2 separate regions of the Gossypium arboreum genome follow, and region 1 is linked to region 2. The links are chromatin contacts, called in public Hi-C maps. All regions are on one chromosome and are shown on one strand. Each heading gives the region's core, a stretch centred on a gene start, on an enhancer-like site or on the middle of the called end of the contact. The rest is flanking DNA. Distances are from core to core; before and after follow the strand shown.

Evidence for each region. Hi-C and Micro-C count contacts between places; a contact is called where the count stands out from the background.
Region 1: a Hi-C map of leaf shows a contact between it and region 2, with 3 times the contacts expected there. The contact joins the promoter of LOC108484146 here to the promoter of LOC108486519 in region 2. A contact is called at or near these places in 2 of 5 Hi-C or Micro-C datasets (both in leaf).

The regions. Positions count from the first base shown.
Region 1 is chr9:41,983,409-41,988,013 of ASM2569848v2, forward strand. It overlaps LOC108484146 (40S ribosomal protein S20-2), which reads right to left and starts at 2,886. Exons shown (of 5, transcript XM_053019522.1): 1 at 2,649-2,886; 2 at 1,898-2,103; 3 at 1,609-1,735; 4 at 1,336-1,449; 5 at 334-719. The coding sequence starts at 1,720. The coding sequence ends at 577.
Region 2 is chr9:41,692,790-41,697,262 of ASM2569848v2, forward strand. It overlaps LOC108486519 (protein PPLZ12), which reads right to left and starts at 1,300. Exons shown (of 5, transcript XM_017790609.2): 1 at 828-1,300; 2 at 494-614; 3 at 285-376. The coding sequence starts at 1,022. It overlaps LOC108486518 (LRR receptor kinase SERK2-like), which reads right to left and starts at 4,071. Exons shown (of 3, transcript XM_017790608.2): 1 at 3,492-4,071; 2 at 3,056-3,316; 3 at 1,353-2,949. The coding sequence starts at 3,915. The coding sequence ends at 1,625.

The sequences.
Region 1 (4,605 bases), core at 1,636-4,135, 290 kb after region 2:
CGTCTCAACTTGGATATTTGGAAAGTGTTTTTTTTTTATTCTTTTGATTCTGAACGTACGTCACCATTTTACTGGTTAAAAAACAATCTAAATTATATGATTAACATTATTTTGACCTATAATTTTTTTAAAGGTAGTGAAATTTAATATTTGATAGTTTTGACATCTAAAGAAATGGTTGCAACTTTGTTATTTGGGTTTTTTCATAAGTATCTTTACTTTTAATTGAATTTAAAGATTTTCAAGAATACTTTTTTACTTTGGTTAAAAACTGTGATGAATGAACTGATGAGAGATATACCAACCATAAAAAATTTTAATGAGAAAAAGTACTAAAGAAAAATGCAACAAAAATTATATTAGTCTCTTTCATGTCCTTAAATACTACACAACTCGTTTCTTGACTTTTGATTTCAAATAAATTTAAAAAATCCAAACATAATCTTCGGATAACAAAAAGGAAACAAAACCTGGAGCCATAAAACAGATGAAGACTCACTTCAACACTAGTATGGGAAAAATACAAGCTAAGGAACCCTACAAATCATTCTAAGCAGAGCAGAAGTGACTCCATATTTAAGAATCTGCAATGGTGACCTCCACCTCCACACCAGGTTCAATGGTAATAGATGTTATCTGCTTCACCACATCAGGAGAACTGAAGAGGTCAATAACTCGCTTATGAACACGAAGCTCAAACCGATCCCATGTGTTTGTTCCTACACACCACCCAAATGATTAGTCTTGATGCATCATGACCCTTAGCATACTAGATTGTTATTTTAACACAAACAAATCACATGTGCACCATGTAGCTCAAGCATCTAACATTAGCAAAGTCAAGTTCAACATATCAGAACAAGCAAAAAGTTAGCAGTTAGTTCCTTCAAGAAAAAGATGGATGTGGAATTCAAAATTATTAACCAGCATGCAATTACAATAAAGTAGTATAAAATGCAGAGGACAAGGCAAGAATGCATAGACACTCCTGTTTCTTGTGGGTGTTATGATTACAGAGAAAAACAGCATGCAATTACAAAAAAGTTGTATAAAATGCAGAGGACAAGGCAAGAATGCATAGACAGACCTATTTCTTGTGGGTGTTATGATTACAGAGAAAAACAGAAATTCAGCAGTATTATATGCTCCATCACAACAAGATACCATTTCTAAAATCATTTCTGACGAACAGGGAACTAGAGTATTCTCCATACAATAGGTTTCTGAAACATGCTTTCGAGGTAGAGTCAAAATAGTTTCAAACATAAATAATTGGGTAATAATGTAAGCTACACAATACAATAAGAGTCCGTTGGACTCAAGGGGAGTAAATACCTTCACCACATGGAGACTTCCTTGTTGTAATGTGAAGAACCTTGGTAGGCATCCTCACAGGTCCCTTAACTCTCAGTCTCTTATCCTTGGCACCACGAACCAGATCAGCACAAACTATCAATTAGACATATAGACATTAGACTAACCAATGCTTAGTCTATCCATTTAATCCATATCAGACCCCCAGAAAGTACTCATCACTATATGAAATTTAGCTAAGAAGAGGAAAATTTGATAGTAACAAGATTATAGAGGTATAAGATAAATCGGTACCTTTCTCAAGGTTTTTCACATTCTTGGAGGAGAGAGTGATTCTGATCTTGTGTATCTGTTCTTGGGGCTCCTCCAAACCAGGCTTGGTCGGCTTCATTGCAGCGTAGGCCATAGTTGCTTTTGTGTTCTGTTCAGTACAATCAATTTCTAATAAATAAAAAAGTTATCATCCAAAAGCAATTCACAAAATTAAAAATCTTAAGACTCAGTCAGCTTTTAGCTAGAAATATCAATATATAAATGATATCGCAAGGGGTGATGGCAATTAAATGCACATCAATTTTCTCACAAAATTCTATTTTCAGTTTCAGTTCTCCCTTAGTTTCTTTCTGCTTTGTCCTCATTCTTCTTTACCGATTTCTGAGTTGAAACATGTCATAAGAGATAACAGTCTGACTAGAACTCAAAAGGAAATGGGTTAATTGAAAAAAGGATGCTGATAGGATTGTCACCAAGGTTGGAAAAACTAGGAGCAGTTGAAAATGGAGCTGCAATCTGAAATGCAAATGGGAGAAAAGTTCAGAGGTTGAAATGAGAAATATGTTTAAAAGATGCAGATGATGAAAGGCTCAATCAGAGGAATGGCAGAATTTGAGTCAAAGCTGAAAATTGTATTGTGAGTTGCCACAACAATAAAGTTATAAATCCAGGACTGCGGTTGCTACCAGAAATGTTGGTAGGTTCTAGGATTCAGACTAAATACTCCAAGGCCCAGTGTCACAAATTCGATGGTGGGGATTGTCAAGGATGGTTGCCTAAAATGGTTCTTTGAAGATGATCAATCCAATGATTTCCATTTTAAAACAGTAACGGAAATGTTGCGAAAACTGGAAAAGGTTATAACCCAAAAATTGTGGGTTTTTACTTGTTTGATTGAAGATCAATCCGGTGAACTAGAGCTATAAAACCCAGAATACAGAAAACCTAAAGCACTGTTCTTTCTTATTTTGCTCATTAATCTGACCCCAATTCCAAAGCAAGCTATTTTACACATCAAATAAAAATACCAAGGAAAATAAAAGGGAAAGAGAAAAGGAAACCTGGAAGAAGTGGATGAAGTGAAAGAAGTTAAGAGAAAAGGAAACCTGGAAGAAGTGGATGAAGTGAAAGAAGTTAAGTGTTAAGCAACAGCCTTTGGTTGCCTCTTTCCTCAAAAGCCAACGGAGTAAATGTATTTTTAGAAGATATGCAAGGGGATCGGTAGTGGCAGAGGCTTTTATTATTAGGGTTAGGGTTTTTAGAAAGAAGGCTCGACCAAATAGATTTACGGGGTCGGGCTGCAATATTTAGTGGGTAAATTCTTTGTTGGTAACCCAACTTTTAGGGTCTTCCTTAGTAATTTTGTCACCTAGGACGTTTTAAGCATTAAAAAAATTAAGAATTAAAGTAAAAGGTGGTAGATGCTAAAATGATACACAAAATTATTAAATTATACTTATTTATTTATTGATAATGCCAATTGATTTGTTACTATAATATTGAAATTAATTAATTTAATCTCTTCTAAAATTTAAAATTTTATTTTATATTTCCATATTATCCTTAACGAAAATAACTTAAATAACTAATTTTAATAATTGTTTACGAAATTAAAAGTTCTTTTAGTTATATAATCTTGAATATTCTTAAACTAAAACCAAAGCAAAAATACTTGTAATTAATTAAATTAATTGTTTGTTCTTCATTTGGGTAAAGAAGTGATGACAAAAATTATGAGTTTTATTTAGTATAAAATATAAAATTAATTAATTTAAAAGATTTTTCTTTACTTTTAGCTTAACATGAATTATTTGAGTTTAATTTGAAAACATGAAATAAATTTTAAATTTTAAATAAAAAGTAAAAATTTACTGAAAAATTTGAAAAGTAAACTTAGAATTTTAGGAATATTGTAAAAACAATTTCTAAATAAAATGTCTAATCTACCCTTATTCTATATAGGAGTTGAAAATATATAATTTATATAGGTAATTAAAATGTGATAAACAAAATAATATATTAAAAATCATATTAAAGCAAATTTCACCAATATGAACATAAATAGAATTAAAGAAAAGAAATAATATGATTTAATATTCTAATAAATAAATAGAGAAAACAATGATAAATGGATCACTAATAAGAAAACTATAAAAAATAGTATTAAACATGTAAAATAAATAAATTCATCCTTTCATCTCAAATCTTAAAAAAATTAAGAGTTTTTTATCGAATAATATAAAAAATATGAAAATGGGTTGATGCTAAAATTAAGTACTGAAAAGGTATATTTGAATGGGTGGAGGGCGGTGCATACGCGGCACGACCCTCATTTTCTGACACTTTACAGTAAAAAAAATATATATTTTAGTAGTGGAGAGTGTCAGATAGGCGGCACCAGTTGTGCCTATCAGATAGGCAACACCAGTTGTGCCTATCTCGATAAATGACACCCAAGATATTCCCCACTCCCTATCCTACTCAGATCGGTTTGGAAAAAAATTTAGCAGAATAAGAGAGGGAGAAGAGGAGAAAGAAAGAAAAGAGAAGAAAGAAAAGAAATGTAATTTTTTTATTGTTATTTTCAAATATAATAGATTATGATAAGAAAAAAATTGTTAGTATTATATAGTTTGTTTAGTGTTATTTTTATGTTTTGTTTTAAAGTTTTTTGTTTATTGTGATTTGTTACTAAGTTTTGTGTTTAGATTATTGAGAATGTTATCTTGTAAAATTTTTAATATATTTGATATTGTTAGAAATGACAATAAATTTGATATTGTTAGAAATTGACCATTATCATTCATTAAATTTTTATGTAAGTATTTTTATGTTGTTTGAAATTGTTTTGAGATCTTTTTATTAATTTTTTAACAGATTGAGTATTGAAGATGGATAATCATTTTTTTGTATGCGTTTATTTCGATAGAGTCATCTTGATAACAACCGTTGGATGTATATTTGAATGTTGGCAACAAATAGCAATGAGATTTAATAGAAATGTCTCATTAGATGATA
Region 2 (4,473 bases), core at 50-2,549:
CTCTTAGTACAAGGACATCTATCGTACTTTTTTCGAGAGTGACATATCAAAGTTTACTTAGGTTTACCAGCTCATCAGTTTCTACAACCAAAATTTATCTATACATATACATGCCTATATAATCATTGGTCTTCTTCGGTCTACCCGTTAAACAGTTTTTACAACCAAATATATATGTATGTGAGTGTATATATACATGTATGCCTTATGCGCTTAATTTAAGCACTCTTGAGTAGTTTGGTGCATAAGGATAACTGGTATAGCAAATGAATGAACTATACTACCTTCTCAATTTCCTCAAGCACTGCTTTAGCAACCTCACCCTTTTGTTCAAAGAGTTCATCCAAATCCATCCTTGGAACTATAGCTCGAACCACTACCACCAACAAGGGAAAAGAATGAGACGAAATGGGATGCATAAATGGTTTTAGTTTACCAAAAAAGGAGCATAATATTATGGCTGATACGCATAAAGAAAGCCAAAGAAAATGACCATCAAACACAAAAGCCTGGATCTGTTCTTTGGGATTTTGCAGCTCATAGAATGCATCATCAGCATGTCGTTTCATCACTCGGTATTGAATGGAGCAAACCAATTGAACAAAAACATTGTCCTACAAAATGTAACATTCTCGTATTCATACTCATTGATCTTCAGCTAGTAAAGCAACAATATCAATGTAAATCTTGTTCAATATTGGGCGATTTCCCAGCAAAACAAGCACACACAAAAAAAAAAAAAAAGAAATGATAAAATTCATATGATGAATTGATTAGAAATAGAGAAGCTAGGCATATTGATGGAAGGGGTTAATACGGGACTTGACCTTGGTTTTGGTCTCGATGCGAACATCGAGAGAAGAGATTCGGGTAGAAAGGACGCCAGCGAGCCATTGACCAGCGCAGGGGTTAAATAAGTGAAGGCCAGGCTCCGCTAACTTCTCGAAACGACCCCACCTCTCCACCACGCCTATACTGGCCTGATCGACGCACGCAAAGAATATGCAAGACGTATTCCCCATTTTTTTTTCTCAATCGATAATAAACAAAACGGATGAAACAAAAAAGAAAGAACTAAAATCAAATGAAAGGAGGTGGAATTCTTTGGTTCTTGATTACGAGTTAATACGGTGATAAGTAGGAGATTCGGTGTGGACGGACTACGATAAGGATTTGGACTCTCGACTTCTCGTGTCGCCTCCTTCGTGGTGATTTTTTTATTTTGAGAAAAAAGTTGGTTTTAATTGGATTTGGATAGCATCCAGGGTTGCTTCTTGACGTAGGGGATTATTACCTTTGCTTGACCCATTGCATTTTGAAGTGCAGAAAAAACAAAATAGAAATCAAGTATATTTACTAAAACGCTCCATAATATGGAATGGTTATTATCTTCTGTTTTCGTACTCTGAAGATATCATACCAGAATATCTCACCAGACTCTGATCAAACAAGTAAATTTCACATGACTTTACCCAAAGTATCCCAGCAAACACAAAGAGCCATCATAAAGCTAGGGAGATGAAAATAAAATTAAGGGTTTACAAAGTTACATCACTTGTGCCAATGAAAGCACAAAAATCCAAAACTTAAAAAGCTTGACATGAAAATCCAGTTGAAACCGAGTCTACACGCCCAGATCTTGAACCACTGCTTCCATGGATGGTCTTTCTACAGGACACTCGTGAGTGCAATGCCAAGCAATTCTTGCAAGTTTAGCTGCTTCATATTCCAAGTACCTACCATGTAGGTTTGGGTCTATAAAATCTTGGATTCTACAACATTCACCTCCAACTCGTACCAAGCTAGTCACATTTCGTTTCCCACAAAGGACTTGAAAAACCACGACCCCAAATGCATAAACATCACTCTTCTCGGTAAACCAGCCTGTACTAGTGTATTCAGGAGCTAAGTAACCCATAGCAGCACTGCCCTTGAGTGCTGCAAACACGATATCATTGGTAAGGAGGTTGTGCAAGCCCGAATCCGAGAGCAAAGGATTGAACTGATCATCGATGAGCACTTTTTGAGCTGAAATGTTTTGGTGAACGAGGGCAGGTTTGTTTACTTCGTTACGATGCAAATATGCTATACCTTTGGCTATGCCTTTAACAATGGAAACTCTTGTGGACCATTCCAAGACCTGTCCATTACCATCCTTGACATCAAGACAGCTTAGTAAATTCCCATTAGGGACAAAATCATATATGAGAAAGCACTCTCCCCGGGCCTTTGAACAACAGAACCCTCTCAATCCCACTAAATTTTCATGCTTCAATGAAGCCAAAACATTCAGTCCCTTCAAGAACTCAGCGTCATCTGATTTGCAACTAGTTTTGCCGATGCTTTTAATCGCAATAGCTGATCCATCCCTTAGAAACCCTCTATAAGTTGCGGAAAAGTTACTCTTCCCCAATAAATTTAACTCCGAAAAGTACTGAGTAGCTGTCTCCACCTCTTCTAAGTTGAACCTAAAGCTCTCAGCAAAGCCATTGTAGTTCCTGCCATCAGCCAAAGGATCCCAACCATTAGCATACTCAAGGCTAATGAGTGGAGATCCGTTCTTCCTACTAAACTCCTTGGTTTGATCGGTGCTAAGGCGGTTTTCAGGAACTTCAGATAAGCTACTAAGCTTCTGTTTCTGGCGATGATATTGCATGAATGTGACGAGTCCTATAACTGATAATGCAACTATGACAACAATCAGGGCAACAAGAATAGGACCCCTTTGAGACTTTGATGGCTTCGAGCAGGGCTTTTGCTCACAAGGTAACTGAAGATTTGCCGTCTCCGGTATTTCTCTAGTAACACCAGCTGCCTCTGAACCATACACCTCAGGTTTGCTTGGATTAATATGATCAGAATCATTACAAACTTTCAATGATGCAAAACCAGACCCACATAGACCCGGATTATTTTGAAACAAGAATCCATCATTCAGCCTCTTAAGAGCTACATCAAACCAAGAAGGGAAAAAAATCAAATGAAGTTCATTATTATTTTTCCATAAAGCCAAGCAGAATATAGTTATATATATATATATACATAAAAGATGTACCAAGAGGGACATTGCCAGAAAGTGAATTGTTCCGAATGTCTAGAACTTGAAGCAAAGGTGCATCAGCTAGTTTCGTAGGGATAGAACCAAAGAAACTATTGAAACTCAAATCAAGCCTTATTAATGTACCCAAATCCCCTAAACTTGCAGGGATTGCACCAGTAAGTTGATTGGACTGCAAGGCAAGTACATTAAGCTTCTTTAAAGATCCCACTTGTGTTGGTATGCTTCCTGTGAGCTGGTTATAACAGAGCTGCAACACTACACAGTATATTTGCAAAAGAAGGAAAAGGGAAAAAAAAACCCAGTTAAGTGATTTTTGCTTTAAAACATAAAGACCCAAAATGGAAAATTTTCTCATAATCCAAACACAGCAAGATTTGGAAAAAAAACCAATGGTAAATAGAAGAGAAAATTCAAATACAAGACCACTAACCCTTCAAGCTACCCAGTTCACCAATCTGAGGAGGAATCTGACCAGAGAGATTATTCATGTTGAGATATAAATCAGTGAGTAGAGTCAAGTTTGCTATTTCTTTAGGTATCACCCCATACAAAGAGTTGTAATGCAAGTAAAGCCCTGTCAAGTGTTTAAGCTCAGCAATAGCCGGTGAGAGTTTGCCAGACAATCCTTTCCCTTGCAAAGAAATGTTGGCTATTTGGCCTTTCTCGTTACAGCATAAGCCTTCAAATGAACCATCACAAGGGTCACCATTAAAGGTCCATGAAGAGAGATACTTGTTCTCTGGGTCTAAACCAGCTTTGATTTCCATAAGTGCTTTGAGTTCAGTATTTGCACTGAAACAACACTGGGTTGTGAAGAGAATGAGGAAAAAGCTGAGAGGTGGTCTGAAATCCATTGCTTTTGGTCTAAAAAAAAAAAAAACAGAAGAATGCTTCTGAATCTTCTTTTCCCTTTTTTTTTTCCTCAGTTCTCAAGTGAAGAAGAGAGAAAGATGTAGAGATGTGTCCATATATGCTTTGATTGCTGTTCTAAAGATTTGACAATTTAAAAACGCTTTGTACGATCTCAAAATAATTAAAATAATAAATAAAAGTAACATGGTTTTAAATATTAAATAATAATATAAATACAGAAACTTTAATATGAATTAAAAAGAATGTGAGCCGTTGGATTTAATGAAGAGGAGGAAGAGACTTTGGTTGATCCTCAGACATTCTCCTAGTAAAGATATTTTCCCAAAAGGGTAGCACCAATCTTTTGCTCTATAACAACGCTAATAATATTGTATCTTTATCCATAACATTTTCATAACCAGGTACCACTAAAACTATTAATTTTCAGTTCAATTGTTCGGGTCAATTTTACTAAATAATTATTAGAAAATTATAATAAATAAATATTTATAAGATATAAGTAAAATTTGAATTTACAAAAATTATTCAAGCCTACTATT